Linked DNA regions of Zea mays: all the other regions are linked to region 2. Evidence: chromatin contacts called from public Hi-C data. All regions are on one chromosome and are shown on one strand. The core of a region is the stretch at or near the end of the contact, and the rest is flanking DNA. Distances in the headings are between cores, read along the strand shown.

Region 1 (2,700 bases), core at 175-2,674, 160 kb before region 2:
TCGAGGAATCTGGGCTGTTTTATCCACTTAGACTGTGGCGTTCTTCTTTTATGAGTGTTGTGGGTGTGTGATCAGTGGCAGAGCAACAGGGGGGGGGGGGGGGGATTCCATATATATGCTCATGCTACACCTAGCTAGCTGTTACTACCTTACAGGTTGTGGTTTGTCCATGAGCAAGAGAAGCCGGCAAGTAAGATGAAAAATAAGATGACGTAAAGCTTGTTTGATGACATTGTGTATGAGCTCCTACACCATTCAGTACAACCCGTCAATAATTTAAGAATAGAGAAATGCTTGAGAGACGTAATGAGCAGTAAATGCAGGAGAGCCATGGGTGTCAGACATATGTCTTACTGTGTGGATTATACATGGATTTTTTTTCTTCTTTAATGGACTGGCATCCAGCCTCCAATGCATTTGAGAACAATATCATGATTCATAACAGAAGTTGGGTATATGCATGCAGTTACCACATGAGGATCATCCTTCTCAATCGCAATAGCCAGGTTCAAGCAGCTGCTGCAGAATCCCTTATTTTGCTTTCTCAGTTGCACAAATTCTAGTTTTCCAAGGCAGGCAGAGCAAACCGAGTAAAATGGACAGCACAGGCACTGATAATCAGAACGTCCTCTGCAATGGACACATGTGTGCCAATCTGTACAAAGCCAAAAATAGGACCACGAATGAATTATAATAGATTTCAAGAGTCCAGAAGCTAAAAAGACATTTCATAAAAGAGGTTAAAACAGACATTCCATCCATGATCATATATGTCAGGTGCAAAATGCTTATTATGTGCAACTATTTAAGTCCTGGTTAGTTTGATGTGTTGTCAGACAAAAGAAGTTGGATAGTTATTGTTTACAAGTTTTTATTGGAGGCATTGAAATGCTAGTTGTATTTATGTTCCATGTTGCATACTGCTGGGAAAAATCCTAATTGATCTACGCAACACTCGTGAAGAAGCTATCAGTGTAAGAGAGCATACAACTAACCACCTCTCCCTCCCTCCCACCCACCCACCTCTCCCCGACGCCTCGTTTCCCCTCAGCCAACGACCAGCGGACACTCCGACGCCAGCGACCACCTTTCCCAGCCCTGCACCGACCTCCTGTCCTGGGATTGGCGACCACCTCAGTCCCCACCGTAGACGCTGGCCCACCAAAGGCGTCGACCCCTTAAGGTAGGACCAAGTTTGATCGGTGGCATGGTACCAGTCCGGGCTACCTCCATGACGTTGTTTTGTCTGTTCCAGCACCTGCTTCCTCGGCAGCAAAGGGTGCAGCTTAACCATCGAAGGCCTTTCAGGGCAAAAAACTCGCTCGTCCGCAAAAGGTACAGAGTTTCGTTTGCAAATCGATTTGTGGATGCCAACAGCTGGCAACTGGCAGAATCCCGCCAATCCCGTCATCTTCGAGTCAAGTCTCCTCGTGGCTATTGTCAAGTGCCAGTGTGGTACAGGCGGTACTGCGCAGGTTGTATTGGTGGGAAACTGGAGGGCGGGGCGTGGTGGCTCGTCGCCTGGAAGATGGTCCAGGCGCCGTGGCTGCCCGAGAGGAGAGGCTGGTAGGTGAACAAGGGGCAGGGAGCAATAATATCTTTATTACTTCTTGCCTATCTGGCAGATTACAAAAGTCCTACTTATATAGGCCTATAGCCAACTGAAATCTCCTAACAAATAGGCTGATCTAAACAGCTTGAACCAACTGAAATCTCCTAACAAATAGGCTAATCTAAACAGCTTGAATCCCTATCTTAACAAACTCCCCTATAGCAGACTTATCCCTTCAGGCGGCCTAGGACTCGCCATCCTTATCCCTTCTCTTGTATGTCTACCCGACCATAACATCTCTCCCCGCCTTCAAGAACAACTCGTCCTCGAGCTGATGATCTGGGTACTGGTCCTTGAACTTCTGCAGTGGTTCCCATGTAGCCTGCTCGGTAGTCATGCCTCCCCACTGGACGATAACATGCCAAATGCCTCGCCGAAGACTGGCCTGTAGGACCTTGTCTGGTACTGGCAATAAGTGCCCCTGTGCTGTTGGGGGCAATTGTGGAATCTCTGTTGGCGGAGTGCCGTGAAATGCCTTTAAGAGTCCCACATGAAAAACATCATGTAAACGAGCTCCCATTCCAGGTGTCTTGTAGGGCTCTAGTAGAGAGTCCAGTAGGCCTTGTTTATTTTTCTTTCTTTCTTCTTTTTTTTCTTCTTTATTTCTTTTTTCTGTTGTGTTTGTATTTGGTCTAATTTTAGACCCTTCTTCTAAATTCAATGATACGCAGCTCTCCTGCGTGTTCGAAAAAAACGAGCGCCGGCTGGGAGCTGAAGTCTGTAGGCTACTAACCCGACTCGTTCCAGAACTTGGAAAGGACCTGCATACTTTGGTGCCAGCTTGCTGTGTGCTTTGTCAACCAGGGAGCGCATTGGCCTATGTAGGAGTCGAAGCCAGACCCAGTCTCCTACCTCAAAAGTCACTTCTCGGTGATGGTTGTCATACCAACGCTTGGCATGCTGCTGTGCTTGAAGAAGACGGTCCCGCACCTCTGCCAGGAAATTGTCTCGGTCTTGTAGCAGGTCTTCCACGGTTTGGGATTGCGTCGTGCCCTGTTGGTATGGTACCAGTGCCGGAGGCTCACGTCCGTATACCAATTTGAATGGTGTAGTCTGCAGCGCTGAGTGGAAGGATGTACTATAGCAAT
Region 2 (2,700 bases), core at 199-2,698:
CAGTGAAAAATATATACAGCGAGCAGCCAAGCACCAAGCTCGCAAGTAAGCTAGTTCGAAGAAATTAATCTTTTGCCAAACTTACGGATCAGTGAGTGGTGATTTGGTGCCATCCCTAAGGATGGCAAAAAAAAAGTGTCCCAACTAGTTATGGCCTTAGACCATCTTCAACCATTCTTCCCACATTTCCCCGCCTATCTGTACTTTCTATTATACTTTACTATGTTACCCCATAAAATATTCCCCCATATCCAGGACATTTCCAACCATTCACTATATCCAACTCCCTATATACTATAATTCAGTTATTTAACATTTTTATCAGTTTTCAAAATTTCAAAAAATCATAGACTATTTGTACTACTATAATACACATTATTATCAGGTTATGATACTTAAAAAAGGTTAATATCACAAAGAAATGGGGTAATTAAAGTATGGGGGAGATTGAACTCACCCCATTTTATATAGGGAGCTGCCTCTCTCCCCCATATGGGGTATTGGGTGAGCTGTGGGAGCATCGTTGGAGGGGATTTTCACCCCAAAACGCACCCTACCTAGGGTGGGGGAGTTATGGGGGCATTGTTGGAGCTGGCCTTACGGGTAAGCTCAGTATGTATCAGTTTCTACAAGCGACTCAGGAAAAACCGGCGTGTGTAGAAGGCAAATTCCACAAAGTCAGAGGCAGGGAAGGGAAGAGGATGGAAAGGCGTCACCTTTTCGTCGAATACGAGGCGGACGCGCGCGGCGGCTTTGCTCTGGCGGCGCATCCTGTACAGCCGGCGCCCGAGCACAGCGAATCCGAGCAGCGCGACGGCGAACGGCACCGAACAGGCGCTCCTCGCCGCGCGCATCGCCCAAACACGCAGCGCGTCGAGCGGCAGCTTCCACCACCGGACGTGTTCTCCTCCCTTCGCCACGGCCCCCTCCACCCCATCAGCCGCGGCCGCCATCACCCCGCCCTCCTCCCTGGCCCGCCCCACGGGATCGGTGGCCTCGACCTCGGGCCTCTCCCCGTCGGAGGACGAGTCCGACCATAGCGCCGCGCGGTCGCGGCCGGGGAAGAGAAGGTCGTCAGGGTCCGGCTCCACCCAGCTCGCGTTGTCCGACGCCCTGAGAAGCCCCTCCTCCGCGCCCTCCTCCTCGTCCCCCGTAGACAGCGACGCCCTCCGGGGGTACTTGGCGTCGGAGCCGAGGTCGAAGTAGTCGTGCTTGATGGCGCCGGCGTCGTCCTCCCCGCCTCCGGCGTACGGCTCGGCCGCCGAGGCCGCCTTGGGGGACGCGAGGAGGAGCTCCCAGTCGTCGTCCATCTCGCGGAAGGCTGGCTAGGGTTCGCGAGCGGGATTCGGAGGGAAAAAAGGGAGGGGAGGGGAAGGGAAGGAGGGAGGGAGAGTGGTGTGCCGTGTCGGGTGGGGAAGGGAGACGAAGATTCGCGGGCTGCAAGGAAACGGTGGTTATTTTGCGGTTGCTTGGAGTTCAGCGTTCGGAGGGAATTCGATTCGTGTAATGCCACGAGTCATCTCAATATAGTGCATCATCGGTGATTCAGTGGTCGTCAGTAAACGGGCCAATTTTATAGTTACTTATTTCATCTTAACGGTGTTTAAATGTACTAAGCTAATAGTTAACTAAAAATTGCTATAGGAATTAGCTAGAGCATCTACAAGAGATTAGTTAAAAGAATTAGCTAGATTAGCCAGATTTCACGCATAAAAGAGTTGGCTACTCCAACACTCTAAAATTCAGAGTCTCCATATTAAAAAAAATGCCACGTCAATAGTATTCTTTAGATTGTAGAGGCTTTCAGCACCACGCATGATTTTTTTTCTTGCCGGTCGATGCTGCCTCCGGCGCCGCCCAACATTTTGTTGCTAGCTGATGCTGTTGCTGGTCGCCGAACAAAGCAAGCAGGGATAGCCTATGTCCACTAGCCGGAAAGCACGCATTAGCAGACGTCTGGATAATTTGAGGCTAGCATATGATCTCCTGTTGCTCAGCGGTGTTCATGGTACTCAGAGGCGAGCTACATGACGTGATGGTAGGAAAAACACAAGAAAAAAAAATCTTCGGCCTCCAGCAGGTGTGGTCTTGTGGCGGCGGGAGTGAAGGCACGTGCGCGAAACAGGCATGCCAAGCAAGAACACCGAAATAGCGTTGAAGGAAAAATGAAAAACGAGAAGAGCCTATTGGATTCTATATGTAGCCTCGAATTTCTAAATCGGACTTCTCATGTCGAGATTATTGCCAACAAGTTGCTCTAACAAATAATTAGCTATTTTATATGTTTTAACTAATTTTAGTAGCTAACTATTAACTCTACTATATTGAAACATTACATAAGGTTATGTATGGAACCTCTAGAACTAATAGTTAGATATTAAAAATTAGTTGTTGGGTTCCAAATATTCTCAAGCTAATTGTTAGCTACTTCACATCTAATAATTTGTTCATTAGCTGGCTGTAGGGAGCCTTCGGCTTCCGAAGGTCCTCAAAAACATGATTTGACAATGTTTTCCAAGTATGCGAGTAGACATCTTCGGAATCAGGTTACGGGTAAACAAGAGCATGGTCAAGACGAAGCTTGACTGGGATGGAAGGCGATCATGACGAAGGTTGAGACGATCACGAAGCTATATGCAGAAAAGCTTCGGCATGACAGCAGAAAAAGGGAACCAACTTAAAGATGAAAAGCCAAATTAG
Region 3 (2,700 bases), core at 26-2,525, 230 kb before region 2:
TTACTATTTTAGGTGTGCGGCCTGAAATGATTTACAGATCATTGCTCTTCGAAGAGCAAAGAGGAGAAATATGGAGAGGCTTGTGCTAGCATGTGGTGGTGAAGCAGTCAATTCAGTTGATGACTTGACTGAACGTTGTCTTGGTTGGGCTGGTCTTGTCTATGATCATGTTCTTGGAGAAGAAAAGTACACATTTGTGGAGAATGTGAAAAATCCTCACTCTTGTACTATACTAATTAAAGGTTGTTTATTCTTAAGAAACAACATCGTCTTCTCTGACACCCTAATTGAGCTGTGAATTGATTATCGTTTGACATATTCAGGACCTAATGACCATACCATTGCACAAACCAAGGATGCTGTCCGTGATGGTCTAAGATCAGTTAAGAACACAATTGAAGATGGAGCAGCCGTGCTGGTATGATTTATAATTTTTCTCTGTTCTGAAAGCTAGCAGGAATTAGGAAGAAGACTTTTGGGGTTTTGCCTTTTGTATTCACCATTGTTGACTCTGACAAAGGTTGCTACTTGCTAGTCTGGTTGGTGTTATTGGTAACTTACTCAACCTTGCATCTATAATAAGTTTGATAAAGGGCAATCTGGTTGTTTTCCCTTCATTTTTACAGTTTTCTTAATTCATTTGTTCTATGCTTATTTAACATACATCCGAATCAGGGGTGTGTGGGTTGCTTCTTCTAAAATAGCCAGGACAAAATTATGAAGTTAGAAAAAAAAGAAGATAAACTCACAATTAGACTGTAGGACGAGGACAAAAACACCGGTTTCCGATACATTTGTGGTTCCAGTTAGTCTCTTTTCAAAAAGTAGGTTGCATTCGGTCATTGTTCTGTACGTTGTTTTAATCTTTGGATTACTATTGGGTGTAGGGATGAAAATGGATACTGTCATTGTTCTGTACGTTGTTTTAATCTCTGGATTACTATTGGGTGTAGGGATGAAAATGGATAATTGAATTGTTAGAACAAATTTAATATTTTAAAGTAGATATGTACGTAATCTGTTCTTATATTATCAAACATATTATTGTAATAAGAATATTTTTTGTATAAATGATGTTATGCATTATTTGAACACGTAACTCCAAACTCGGCACGCAACTACGTGCCAAATACGGATACGGAGGTGTGCTTTGCTGGAGTTGGTCTGGCGTTATTCTCCTTCACGGCTCCCTTGACCGTGAGCCAGTAAGAACACCAGTCCGTCCGTACACGCGGAGTGGCGAATAAAAAACACGCCATGTGGGGCCCACTCCAAGAGAAAAAAAAACCGCGCCCCGCCTCCCAGTCCGTGCAGTCTGGTACAAGCAAACCCAGCAGCGCCGGGAATCAGCGATCAGCTGCGGGGCCCACGGGACTCTGGGAGCAGTTGCAGACGGACCTTATGGGCGTCGGTGCATCGGGTCTAGCGGAGACCCGCCATTCCCCTCCAGTTGGCCCCACCAGTCAGTAAAAGAAAGCACCCGGACCACCACGGACTTGCACCATCCAGCTCCACTTTCAACCACTCCGTCCGTCCTCTCCCCTTCGTCGCGCTGGTCGCTGCCGCCTCCCCCTCGTGTTCACACTCCTCTAGGCACCCTCAGGCCCCACGGTCTTCGTCCTCGCCTCGGCGTCTCAGCCTCGCGACCCGCGTGGAGCTCACGGCGGCGACCGCCATTGTAGTTCCCGGAGGTACAAAGCCCGCCTCTCTCTCTCTCTCTCCTCGCTGGAATGACTTGCTTTCTTCGCTTGTAGCGTTTCTCGGCTCCCGTGTATCGTAATCATCATCACGCGCGTTTGATTGCTTTGGGCTTTGGCATCGTCCCGTGCAGTTCCTTCAGCATTTGTGATTTAGGTGCTTGTTCAAGTGCTGCGATTACAGGGGGGGTGGGAGCTTGATTTGGTGCGCAAGGTGCGTAAACCTCGCACACGTGCACGCACGGCGCGCTCTGAGGTTGGGATCGGGAGTAGCAGTAGGTGTTTCAGGTGATCCTGTGTTTCCGCTCGGCTAGAGGCCCTGTGATTACGACAGATTTAAGGCTTAGGGGGTAATTGGATTTAGTGAGCTTACTATGGGAAGAGTACTCTTTGGGCTAAGTGGAGTTTCTGATCGTCAGCTTTTGCATGCGTTGAGTATGATAATTCGTTGTTCTCATGCCCAAGTTTCCACATTCCAAGAGATAGGAACGAAAGTACTCTGTATGCGCGATTTAAGGTCAAATACATTCGATAGGCTATACTGGCGATCACTTTATGGGATGTGCTTGTATATTTGACTGTCTATGTTTCCTTAAGTGGAGTAAGACCCATAAATGGCGTCTGAAATTTCTTTAAGCTGTACCACAATTTGTTTTTTTTTTTTGGCTTTGGTAAGTTCTACAGCTAAAATAGAGTCTTCAATCTTCATACAGGTCAATGGAGGAGTCAGTGCCAATGTCAGTAATCAGCAGTATTTCAAACTTCCGCACGCTGTCTACCAGCAGTGTGGTAGAAACTGAGCTAGTTAAGAGATACTGCCGGAAGATCAATGAAATCCTGGGTCTTTTGAAGCTGGTCCTGGATGAAGTTATCCCCCAGATTAGTCTAGATGATAGGATGCTTGAGGGACTAGCTGCTACTATCAATGATGCGATAAAGCTAGTTGGAAGCTGGGATTTGATGATGAGCAAAATCTATTTCGTAACTCCCTTATCTCTCCCAT

What was found. Hi-C and Micro-C count contacts between places; a contact is called where the count stands out from the background.
Region 1: a contact with region 2 is called in a Hi-C map of ear, with 1.8 times the contacts expected there. The contact joins the enhancer-like site here to the promoter of LOC100275396 in region 2. A contact is called at or near these places in 3 of 25 Hi-C or Micro-C datasets (ear, leaf and an unstated tissue).
Region 3: a contact with region 2 is called in a Hi-C map of leaf, with 8 times the contacts expected there. The contact joins the promoter of LOC103650913 here to the promoter of LOC100275396 in region 2. A contact is called at or near these places in 2 of 25 Hi-C or Micro-C datasets (ear and leaf).

Annotation. Positions count from the first base shown.
Region 1 is chr3:175,343,910-175,346,609 of Zm-B73-REFERENCE-NAM-5.0, reverse strand. No RefSeq gene overlaps it. Among protein-coding and RNA genes, the nearest start is that of LOC109944867, 15 kb to the left of the region's middle. Within about 2 kb of position 1,424, at least 2 of the 20 cell types and tissues checked have an H3K27ac peak or open chromatin away from gene starts, as enhancers often do.
Region 2 is chr3:175,181,486-175,184,185 of Zm-B73-REFERENCE-NAM-5.0, reverse strand. It overlaps LOC100275396, which reads right to left and starts at 1,448. Exons shown (of 2, transcript NM_001320082.1): 1 at 717-1,448. The coding sequence starts at 1,310.
Region 3 is chr3:175,412,540-175,415,239 of Zm-B73-REFERENCE-NAM-5.0, reverse strand. LOC103650913 (U-box domain-containing protein 4) reads left to right here and starts at 1,275. Exons shown (of 5, transcript XM_008676506.4): 1 at 1,275-1,691; 2 at 2,411-2,678. The coding sequence starts at 2,415.